Linked DNA regions of Mus musculus: region 2 is linked to region 1. Evidence: chromatin contacts called from public promoter capture Hi-C data. All regions are on one chromosome and are shown on one strand. Each heading gives the region's core, a stretch centred on a gene start, on an enhancer-like site or on the middle of the called end of the contact. The rest is flanking DNA. Distances are from core to core; before and after follow the strand shown. Region 1 has its middle 6.0 kb from the start of Pzp. Region 2 overlaps Gm38906 (a long non-coding RNA gene).

Region 1 (6,567 bases), core at 1,704-4,203:
CTTGGTAGTTTCAGCCAGAGTTTGGAAGAAGTGGTTTGGCTTTAAAGTCAAGAAAGGGGTTGTGGAATCTCTCTCCTCAGCTAAGAAAAGCCACTTATATACCAGGTATACTGAGGCCAGGTATATGTCAAGGTTGTCTCTGCATGGAGGCCCAGAGAGGTCACTTTGTGAAGCTATGAAGCAGAAGCCTAGATTTCTTTCGAGAGTCCAATATGTTGGAGATGCCAGAGTCATGAAATGCCTGCCAAGAGGAGCTACATACAGCCCAAGAGAGAGATGTTGCAGTTTACGAAGCTCCAAGGAGTTGGGGATCTGAAGAGCACTTTGACATCAAACATGGGAGATTCAGAATTTGGAGTTTGCCCTGCTGGTTTTAGGTCTTGCTTTGGTCCAGTATTTCCTAATTATGCTCCCTTTCCTTCTTTCTGAAATAGTAACGCATGTCCTGTGCCACTGTATGCTGGAAGTAAGGGATCTGCTTTTTGATGTTGATTTTGCAGAGAGTTACAGCTGAGAGACTGCCATGAGTCTCAGAGACTTTGAACTTTGGACTTCTAAACAGTGTTGAGACTGTAATAGACTATGATGACTTTTGAAGTTGGACTGAATGCATTTTTGCATTATAATATGGCTACAAACCTAAGGGGGCCAGTGTCGGATGAATGTTGGGTCCAGCTTTGATTCAGGGTCTTCTGTTTCCTCCCTCTCAGTGTGTCCAGATGCCACTGCACACCGGGCTTTACTTAATTCTGGCTTGTACACATACAGTTTATTTGGGGTTAACCAGGGAGATATAGATAGATAGAGATAGAGATAGAGATAGAGATAGAGATAGAGATAGAGATAGAGAGAGAGAGAGAGAGAGAGAGAGAGAGAGAGATAGAGATAGAGAGAGAGAGAGAGAGAGAGAGAGAGATAGAGACACATATATACACACATACATATATGTGTGTGTATGTATATGTATGTATGTGTGTGTATGTGTGTGTATGTGTGTGTATGTATATGTATGTGTGTATGTATGTGTATGTGTATGTATATGTATGTATGTGTGTATGTATATGTATGTGTGTATATGTATGTGTGTATATGTATGTGTGTATGTATATGTATGTGTGTATGTATATGTGTGTATGTATATGTATGTGTGTATGTGTGTGTATGTATATGTATGTGTGTATGTGTATGTATGTGTGTATGTATATGTATGTGTATGTGTGTATATATATGTATATGTACATATATATGTATATATATACCTTAGAGACTGGAAAAGGTTCTTCTTAGAATGAAGTTTCCATTGCTGAGGCTTAAGGTGTTGGTCTTGGTTAAGGTCTTCTTTGCACAGAGAAGTGTTCCAGGAAGTTGAACCTGTGATTTCGCCAGGGATTACGTGACATTCCCCAGGCAGAGCATGGGTTGGGATTCCCAGAACAGGCAGAGAAGAAAAAGTTCACTAAGAAAACAGAGTCCTCCATTTTGTACCAGTTTTGTTCAGAAAGCCCTTTCCTGTACCAGTGAGTTCAATTGTGTCGCCTATCTTCTATGATAATTAGAATTGAGGTTCTAGGTCTTATGTTGAGGTTCTTGGTCCATATGGACCCTGGAAGCATCAACATTTAGACCAACAAATGATAAATGGGACCCAAAGTTTCTGATCGGCAAAGGATGCTGCCATCTGAGTGAAGAGGCAGGCTACTGAATAGGAAAAATGAAATCTTTATAAGCTATATCTGACAGGGAGTTATTATTTAGAACATGCAAAGGACACAAGAAAAAGTAAACACCAAGAAAACAAAGATCCCATTTAAAATTTTGGTGTGGATCTAAACATAAAGTTCTTAAAACATAAAATAAAAATAGCTGAGAAACATTTTCTTTTCATATGCAGCATCCTTAGCCATCAGAGAAATGCAGACTACACTATCTTACTCCAGTTAGAAGGCTAATTTTCTACAAGAACATTTTCATCAAGTGTAATAGAGTCAGGGAGTGCCACTGAGATCTTGAAAAAAAAAAGACAGAATGGGTGAACAGTGTCTCCCTTGATGATCCCCGACTTGATCTCTGAATGCTGATACTGTACAGCATAAAGCATGTGTCTTTGGAGAGTAAAAATCATGCATGCATTCCTTATGTCCTTTTTGTCTGTCCTTCTTCCTCCCTCCCAGAGTCTGCTCAGGAGCATACACTGAGGGCTGTGTAATCCTCCCCCTTTTCCATTCTGTTCTTTGCCAGAACAAGATTCACAACAGAAGAGAGCTAGCCCAGATTCGGTGCTAGCTGGGCTATCCCAATGAGTCTTCCCACTTCTGTCTTTCCCTAGAACCCTCATTTCTAAAGCCACGTGTACTCATATCAGCTTCCGTCTCTGTCTCAATATATGCAAATGTAACCCAGATTTCTGCCTCAGTAGTTCAAAATGCAGCTCCCCCAGTGTACACACTAATACGGGTAGGACACGTTCATTCTCAGCCCACTCACAATTGCTCAACCCTCAGCAAACATACTTCTCGGGAAATGACATTGGCTTAGAACAATGTCCAAGGGTGATGATGTTTTCCATGGTTTTTTTTTTTTTAGTAGTTTTATTTGCTAATTTCAAAAATCTGTTGTCTAATTAACATACCACAATTATCAGCAATGAAAAAAAAAACAAAAACAAAAACCAACTCCTCCAACCCTTACTGGTGTAAATATTTAATACTGTGATTCAGCCACAGTTTTGCTTTTTATTTACAACAGCCTCTTTTGGCCATTGTCACTGAAGTTTCGATGGTTAGTAGAGTATAGATTTGTTAATCTTGATAAATGCATGCTAGTTGTTGGAATGCCACCGGGTTTATCATTTTACACTTACTTGTTTATTTTATGGGGTCGGGCACTTGCCATAGTGCCCATGTGGAGATCAGAGCACAAGGATTACTACCTCTTACTATGTGATCTGAGGCTCAAAATCAAGTCATCGGGGTTTGGACACAGCCTTGGTCTGCTGAGCTATCTCCCTGACTCTACAAGGTTTATGTTTGACATTTGGCAAAAATCTCCCACGCAAATTCAACTTTGGCCTCGGTCTATTTCAACATAGTTTCTGGAACCCTTGAAATTGTGTACATAATCATATGATTGTTGCAGCAATCACTGCCCTACAGTTAGCCCGGGTGCCTCTCCCGGTTAGCATGACTCGAGAGTTATTTCAGTATGTGAAAACCTCTTCCCATTGTCCATGTATTTTACATGTGCCCTCGAGTGAAGACCTTCGTTCTAGTTTCTTACAAAAAGGCAATTTAAAATATCAATATATGTGGAAACTCTTATAATCAAGGAATCTTCAGTTTGACTTAAGCTTCAAATACCCATTTTACTCAAATTTACTTCTGGTATGAGAAAATCGTGACATAAAAATAGTTCTTCTGTTTCATTCTGAAATTTCCTGTAGTTGTGTCTAAATGACTATTCTTGCTTAAAAGTCCATCTTTTGCCTTTTTCCAACTGACATCCATTTGCTGCTGAGAACTACACAGTAGTAAATCAGAGAGTGTGGGAGGAAACTCCAGGGGAGATGTCTTACATTTGTAGACAGTAGGTCCTCACCCTGATTGCTTACCCTAGAACTGAGAAGTACAAGAGTACATTAAGTTCATTAAATGAAAAACTAATTTAACAAGTACTCAACTTAAATCTAGATTATTAAGAGATGTGGCATGCATAGATAGATAGATAGATAGATAGATAGATAGATAGATAGATAGATAGATGGATAGATAGATAGATAGATGATAGATAGATGATAGATAGATAGATAGATAGATGATAGATAGATGATAGATAGATAGATAGATAGATGATAGATAGATAGATAGATGATAGATAGATAGATAGATAGATAGATAGATGATAGATAGATAGATAGATAGATAGATAGATAGATAGATAGATAGATAGATAGACGGATAATAGGCTAAACTATATATAGATCATGGTTCTGATAAAATGAAAGCATTCCATGAAGTGCTATATTATCAAAAGTCTATTTATACTTGTGTTACACCAAAAAATAAATAAGCTGATTGTCTTAGTCAGGGTTTCTATTCCTGCACAAACATCATGACCAAGAAACAAGTTGGGGAGGAAAGGGTTTATTCGGCTTACACTTCCATGCTGCTGTTCATCACCAAGGAAGTCAGGACTGGAACTCAAGCAGGTCAGGAAGCAGGAGCTGATGCAGAGGCCATGGAGGGATGTTCTTTACTGGCTTGCCTCTCCTGGCTTGCTCAGCCTGCTCTCTTATAGAACCCAAGACTACCAGCCCAGAAATGGTCCCACCCACAAGGGGCCTTTCCCCCTTGATCACTAATTGAGAAAATGCCTTAGAGTTGGATCTCATGGAGGCATTTCCTCAACTGAAGCTCCTTTCTCTGTGATAACCCCAGCTGTGTCAAGTTGACACAAAACTAGCCAGTACACTGATATTTCCGTTTATTCAGATTTGCTAAGTATATTGGGCTTAAAACTGAGTCTTTAATTAAGAAAGTGGTAGTCGAGCCATCTTCCAGTAACTCGCCAAAATGATGAACACAAAGGGAAAGAGGAGAGGCACCCAGTACATGTTCTCTAGGCCTTTTAGGAAACATGGCGTTGTTCCTTTGGCCACATACATGTGAATCTACAAGAAAGGTGATATTGTAGACATCAAGGGAATGGGCACTGTTCAAAAAGGAATGCCCCATAAGTGCTACCATGGCAAAACCGGAAGAGTCTACAATGTCACCCAGCATGCCGTGGGCATCATTGTAAACAAGCAGGTTAAGGGCAAAATTCTGGCCAAGAGGATCAATGTGCGGATTGAGCACATCAAGCACTCAAAGGGCAGAGACAGCTTCCTGAAGCGGGTGAAGGAGAACGACCAGAAGAAAAAGGAAGCCAAAGAGAAGGGCACCTGGGTGCACCTGAAGCGCCAGCCTGCGCCACCCAAAGAAGCATACTTTGTGAGGACTAACGGAAAAGAGCCTGAGCTGTTGGAGCCCATTCCATATGAATTCATGGCCTAATGTACACAAAGAAATAAAATACCAGGACTGCAAAGTGTTTTCCTTAAAAAAAAAGAAAGAAGGAAGGAAGGAAGGAAGGAAGGAAGAAAGGAAGGAAGGAAGGAAGGAAGGAAGGAAGGAAGAGAGAGAGAGAGAGAGAGAGAGAGAGAGAGAGAGAGAGAGAGAGAGAGAGAGAGAGAGAAAGAAAGAAAGAAAGAAAGAAAGAAAGAAAGAAAGAAAGAAAGAAAGAAAGAAAGAAAGAAAGAAAGAGGCAGTCAGTAGCTATCCCTAAGTCCTAGTGAGCCTTGGGTGTGAGCTCATGGGAATTGGTGTAAAAATGATTCAACAGATAGATTTCCAGACTCTTTTACAACTGAGTGGTTTTCAGTGCCTTTCTTTCAAAAGAATGATTGACAGCATAGTTAATACTAAATTAAATTTTAAAATTAATTTTATTGAAGATCATAATGTGATCTCTGCCTTCCAAACTTGAAATGTAAATAATTAAATGACATATAAAAGATCAGACAGAGCCTCTCCTTTTTTCTATCTTTTTAGATGAACATGTTTTCTTATTGCGTCTATCTGTCTACACAATAGGAAATAGAATAGAAAAAAAAGGGTAAAGAATAGGTTGTCAAAAATTTGCCTCATGCTACCAATAATCAATATCTATCCAAAGATATACAATCTCATCAAGGGAGCCAAATGCAATATGCATGTAATTTCATTAAAAAATAATTTTTGGGGCTGGTGAGATGGCTCAGTGGGTAAGAGCACCCGACTGCTCTTCCGAAGGTCCTGAGTTCAAATCCCAGCAACCACATGGTGGCTCACAACCATCCTTAACGAGATCTGACTCCCTCTTCTGGAGTGTCTGAAGACAGTTACAGTGTACTTACATATAATAAATAAATAAATAAATAAATAAATCTTTAAAAAAAAAAAAAAGAAATAATTTTTGGTGGAGCAGTGTCGGGAGGCAGAGGCAGGCAGATTTCTGAGTTCGAAGCCAGCCTGGTCTACAGAGTGAGTTCCAGGCCAGCCAAGGCTACACAGAGAAACCCTGTCTCGAAAAAAGAAAATATTTTTAAAAAAAAGAAAGAATTTTCAGCAGGTACCACTCGCCAGGCCTGAGGAGAGGCAAGGAAGGTGTATCCACTAAGCTGCACCCGCAGCCTCTGGGAGCTGTGAGCATCTGGAACAAACACGTCCTACTGCCATCAGGAAGGGAAGGATCGGATCATATTTGTGACCAGAGAAGACCATGAACCTCCTAGCAGTGCAGAGCTGGTGGCTGATGACCCCAACGATCCCTATGAAGAGCACGGGTTGATACTGCCCTAATGGAGATATTAACCGGAATTGCCCATGTCTCGGGCCAGCGGGCCCTGTGAGGAGCAGTTCAAGTCTGCCTTTTCCTGCTTCCGCTACAGCACAGAGGATATCAAGGGATCAGGCTGTATAGACCAGTTCCGAGCCATGCAAAAGTGCATGCAGAAATACCGGGACCTCTATCCCCAAGATGAGGAGGAGG
Region 2 (5,905 bases), core at 742-3,241, 680 kb before region 1:
CTCCTAACCTCCTAGTTCCTCTTCCTTGTTCCTTCTGCCTGATATGAAGGGAGGGTAGAGTAGTGTTTGCCAGGTAGAATCAGCTTCTCTCTCTCTCTCTCTCTCTCTCTCTCTCTCTCTCTCTCTCTCCTTTGTAGCTGTTACTTGTTTTTTTCCCCCAATCCAGACCCAAAACCTTTCCTCTATATCTCTTCTGACTTTTCTTATTTTGACTCTCATCTTTATTGGCTCACACTTGAGGCAGCCTCTAGTCTATGATCTTTGAATGAAGCCCTCTCTAAATATTAAGTTCAAAATGTCAGGAAATGATAAACCCATGTGGGGTAATAAAAGAATATGCACAGAAATGGGAATTGCCTATGTGCGGATTATCTTGAGTGTTGCTGACTACGGCTTGTTAGAGACACTGGAAAGCTTGCATTAATATCACTTCTGAATGTACAAAGGTTTTGGTTGTTATGTATGTTTGGTCTGATAGTTGAGGAAGTTTTCATAATACCCTGCCTCCTTTGCTTCCTATCTACACTATAGAACATATCTTCATCCATGAAGATCTCTCTTGGTGCTTCTAGGGTATGTTCAACAAGAAAGGCATTGTCTGCCAGAAAAACTAGCTATATTTGATCTATCTGATAAAATAATTAAATAAATAAAAATTCTGGAACATGCTGAAATAACTGGAAGATCATGACATACACTAGAGACTGCAGGAGGTTATGATAATAACCTCCCTAATAGTTTTAAGGATTTGTTCTGGTCACATGCATTTAATAAGGAAGTAATATAAAATGTTTGTCCCTAGCCTAGAGGACAGCCAGATGGACATTAGCCAAATGTAAATAGACTTTCTTCCTTCTTTATATTTGTGTTGCAAAGTTCAAATGTGATAAAGAATAATCATTCTATTTTAGTTGGCCATTCAAGCAAATGGCAGTTTGAGTAATGTTTAACCCAGTGATCATAACAGAATTTACCCTTAGCTTCATCTTTTCCTGTAATCTAAGACAATGGTGCTCGATTTCTAGTTATCATAAGGAAAGCAATAGCAGTTTTAAAGTCTTTTTCCTTCAATGGGAATAATCTAAGTACTTTATATTTCCATAATTATTTAATCCAAATACAGTGTTGATTTTCTCTATTTATAATTGTCTCTTTTATTTCCTCTTGTTATAGCTAAGGATATATAGTTTATGTGACTTATACATTAGCATCCTTTCGTATCCCAGAATACTACAAAGTAGAGCATTTTGACTCAAGGATCATAAGAAGCCTCACTTGGGCTTTGTTTTAGTGGTGATAGGGATTGAATCCAGTGCATTGTGCATGCTAGACAGGCACTCTACTACTAAGCTTGTTACATTTTGTCAAGAGACTAATTTGAACTTTCTTACAAATAATATCCACTCTGTACTTAATATGCAGTTTAATCATTACAGCAACCCTGGGAATCAACACACAATTTTCATTTACTGAGATTATAAAACAGTTTCAATAAAAAAGCCAAGGCTCAGACCCAAGCAGCCTACCCTCACACTGTTCCCTCCACCTGTGCTCCTGAATTCAACCCTGGCTATTGTTTAATCTGGCAACTTGATAAGCTATGATAAAGGATGTTAATAAAGTAAGAGCAAGTATGTATTTAGGCATGGTATGATGAAAAAACATGTATTAGACTTGTGCATAGTCTCAGTGTTCTATTGCTGAGACACCACAGCTATGAGATGCCAAACCTCATCCATCTGGGAATTGGCCTCCATCATAAAAAATAAAGAAAAAAAAAAATCTTGAGAATTTGACCTGCAGTAGAATTTGACCTCATGACTTGTCCTTGGCCAGAGTTGCTCCCTGGCTACTTCCTAGCAACAGTTAAAGATTAATCTGACTGTTTCACATGTACTTTCAGACCATTTGTAACTTTCTATGGTCTTGCTTCAGAGCACCCACCTATTGGCTTATAGCCATTCAATTAGATGCTTGCCAGACTAGACACCCCCTTTCTTACCCTCTTGCTTGCTCCTATTTTCCTATTAAAAACTTGTCCTGCTGAGGGCTCAGGGCTGCTCCACCTTCCCTTTCTGTCCTGCTGTGTCAGGGTTGGGCTGGAGAAGAGCCCAAGCCTGAGCTTGTAATAAAGGGACCCTAATATTATTACATTGGAGATGGCTCCTTAGTGGTCTTTTGGGGTTCACAAATGCTTCCTGGCACAATAGACCACAACAATGCTAACTAAAAATCATTTAATTAGGACTGATTTACATTTTTAGAGGTTTAATCCATGTCATCATGACAAGGAACATGGAGACATGCACCAAAAATGGTGCTGGAGAATTGAGAAATCTACATCTGGATCTGCAGGCAGCAGAAAAAGCCACTGAGCCCAGCTTGGGCTTCTGAACCCCAATGCCCACCTCCAGTAACACACTTCTCTAAGAAGACCACACCCACTCCAACAAGACCACACCTCCTAATCCCTCTCAAGGATTGCCACTCCCTAGTGACCAAGAATTCAAATAGATGAGCCTACAGGGGCCATTTTTATTCAAACCACCACAGTTAGTTATTTTCTATGCTGCAAGTAAGTTATCAGTTTGTTGTATATAACTTGGGGGTATTATTCTGTTAGCAGTCAAGACTTATTAAAAAGTCTGACCAACCAATATGAAATATTGTTGTAGGTGTGGACCAGAGTCCATAGGACATCTGCTGACAGTCTTGTCTTGTCTTGTCTTGTCTTGTCTTGTCTTGTCTTGTCTTGTCTTGTCTTTCCTTTCCTTTCCTTTCCTTTCCTTTCCTTTCCTTTCCTTTCCTTTCCTTTCCTTTTCTTTTCTTTTCTTGTTTTTTTTTTTTTTTTTTTGTCCTAAACAGAAGTGGACTGTGAGCACATGGATAGTGAGTGATAGAAACTGAGACGATTTATTAAAGAAGAGAAAGTCACTCTGGAAAATGGAAGTGATCTAGAGAACTAAGGAGGGGGAAGCCTGAGGCTGAAAACTCTTGCCCCAGAGCCATGACACTTATAGGTCATTTATATATAGCACCACCTTCCCCTGAGACTCCCCAGGCTTTTCTTTCCCATGCTTTATTCTGTAGCCCCAAATTAGTTTCTACTCTTTTTTTTCCCAACTAGCTTATTTCATATGTTAATCAGATGACTCACTCCACCCCAGTCTTCTCCAATGGTATCACTGTCTTCTGGGAGATGTACATTTCACAGAATCCTTGAGGATAACCCTCTATTATTGCAATTCATTCCTATCAATGGTAACCACCAAAAAAAGTGGGGAATATATACTTAAGTGTTCCCTCAAAAACACCTTATGGCCAAGGAAGGCAAATAATAAAACTAACTTAAGAAACTTAAAACTCTTCATTCTCCCATAGGGGGGAAAATATATATATGTGTATGTATATATGTGTATATATAATTTATATATTGATATAATATATATTGTTTTATATACATAACTATATATAACTATATATATAGTTATATATATATAAAACTATATATATATATATATAAAACAATAACAACCCAACAACCCAGTTTAGGGTTACACAAAAAAAAAATCTACACTTGAATGTATAATATATGTTGAGGTGTCATCAGTGGAAGGTAAAGGGAGCATGATAGAAGGTAAAGGAGCTTGATAGAAGGGTGGATCCCAACAAAGCACAATGATCTACATCCATAGAAATCTACATGCATGAAATGCCATAATTTATCTCATTATTTTGTGAGCTAACTAAAGAAGATAATTAAGATAAAAGAGATTAAGTTCATGATATTTTGAAACGCCATACTTCACGACTACCGAGCTAGCATAAAAAACAAAGAAGGTTATTTTCAAAGGGATGGAAAATTTGAGTTATCTGTAATGCAGTTGCTATACCACAGCGTCTTATCACATCTACTAAACAGGAAAAGAAAAAAAACCCAACATCCTTGTTTGTAATGTGGTAACCAGCCCCATGGCTGCCTGAAGGCTCATCTGTTTCTTTAACTCAGACAGCTCTTGTCTGGCTTGCTATTTTCTTTTGAGAATATAGTGATTACTATCTTTCCAGACAAAATGTCTTTCTTGCCACCCTCTTTCTTTCCTGCAACTTCTCTTGCTCCTTTTAGATTCATTCATCTTTGTCCTACCATTTTGTATATTGTCTCCTGTCTTGGCTCCTTGTGCTTCAGCCTGATGGCTACTCTTTATCAGCATGGCACCAATATCATATCAATACTCCTTTCTGCAGGGACCAATCTGATTTGAAACCCATTGCTATCAATTCTTACACTTTTTTTTTTTTTTAATTTTTAGGCTTCTGTAACAAGTGCCCAGACCTTGGCACAACTGACTCCATGATTGAAGTACCATTCAGGCCATTAAACTCAGCACATAGATGGTACCACCTGCCAAAATGAAAACAAAGACCTGATCCATCAAAGTCCATAGTGATGGAAATGCCCCTAAATGACTAACCTTGCTCTTTTTTACTTCTTTAATTCTGCTTCTGACTAAATGTGCTTGTTAACTGAAGTGTGTCAACCCGGGATTTTTTTTTTTTCATAAAGGCTTGGTGGTACACTGGGATCCTGAATACCAAGTATGCTCTCCAGCCAGCTGATAAAGATTTCTATTGGCTTAAATTTTAATCCAGGCAGTGTTCTCTGTTGGATACCCCACAATAATTTCCATTAGCTTTTATGTAGAAATTCTACTTCTCCAAAGAAACCCTGTCTCGAAAAAAAAATTTTTAATTAAATAAATAAATTCTACTTCTCTGGTGGACCTTCATAGGAGCTGATGCCAGGAGTAACTTAGACACTCCTTTCCCCTGCATCCAGGGTCCTGACCCTTGGGCCAGCTCAATGCTTAATGGTTCTAAAATACAACAAAATAGGCAATCAACATTGTATTGACTGGCAGCTCACAGCTTCTTACCCCTGTGACAGAAAAATAAAATAAAAATTAAAAATCCCCAAACAGAAAGCCAGGTTAATGGACAACCCACCACTGAGACACCTTCTTTTGAGACAACATAAAACTTCAGCTTACTGTTAGCCACTCACTGCACTCCAGACATAGTAATGACACATTTCAGTAAATGTTCTAATTTAGCCAATGAAGCTGAGACTAATAGTTTCGCCTTCCAGATGAGCTTTTGGGCAAGAGGTTAATATGTCTAAGTTCCCCGAAAGTGGAAGAAGATATAGTCAAATGATCTGCTGGAAACTTCTGTAAAAACAAGAAAAAGTAAGACGAACAAAGGTCAAAACTTACTGCCAAGGGCTCAACTAGTTTAAAATCTTTCGGTTTCTACCTTACTAATATAGTTCTTATGTTAAAAGTTACCTGTAAATGAGTCATGGGGTTATAAAGATATGAATAATCACTTAACATCCACTCACCTCTAGATTGTTACCAGCCACGGTGCCAGGAGGGCCACAGTTACCCTGTATGAGGGTCACCTGAAACTGAAAATCACACTTGTTTTTGGCTTGTTCTGAGAAGTCAGAAAAGGCAATAATTTTCTCTGTGAGTACTGATAGAAGAAAATTCAGAGTCAAGAACTTGGGTTAGGAAGTACTAGTATGATTTACAGCTGAAATATCTGTAGGTGTCAGCTAAATAGGAAAGTAATTTATAAGGTTGAGAAAATACCTTCCAGTTTAAGGAAGTTTCAAAGAGATAGAAGTGAAGCGAATATGTCTGAGACATTACAGAAGCTTAATTAAACACACATTATCAAAAGAAGGAAGACTAAAAATAACTCCACGTAACTGTGTAAATGTGATGTCCGAGTCAAGTTGTCCTGATTAGTTCCACATGCATCCCTATGTCCAATAACTGATACAGTATAAATGAAGTTTTCAGTACTGAAGATGAAATTGGGCCTTGTGAGAACTGTA

The links. Promoter capture Hi-C pulls out the DNA fragments that hold promoters and counts their contacts.
Region 2: a contact with region 1 is called in a promoter capture Hi-C map of liver, with 2.4 times the contacts expected there. The contact joins two enhancer-like sites. A contact is called at or near these places in 2 of 39 promoter capture datasets (both in liver) and 1 of 484 Hi-C or Micro-C datasets (liver).

Annotation. Positions count from the first base shown.
Region 1 is chr6:128,529,402-128,535,968 of GRCm38.p6, reverse strand. It overlaps the pseudogene Gm5318 and the pseudogene Gm8724. Among named protein-coding and RNA genes, the nearest start is that of Pzp, 6.0 kb to the right of the region's middle. Within about 2 kb of position 2,953, at least 11 of the 459 cell types and tissues checked have an H3K27ac peak or open chromatin away from gene starts, as enhancers often do. A contact at or near this core is called in liver, where this site is marked.
Region 2 is chr6:129,208,612-129,214,516 of GRCm38.p6, reverse strand. It overlaps Gm38906 (a long non-coding RNA gene), which reads right to left. Exons shown (of 4, transcript XR_869480.2): 2 at 5,405-5,470. Among named protein-coding and RNA genes, the nearest start is that of Gm38906, 18 kb to the right of the region's middle. Within about 2 kb of position 1,991, at least 48 of the 459 cell types and tissues checked have an H3K27ac peak or open chromatin away from gene starts, as enhancers often do. A contact at or near this core is called in liver, where this site is marked.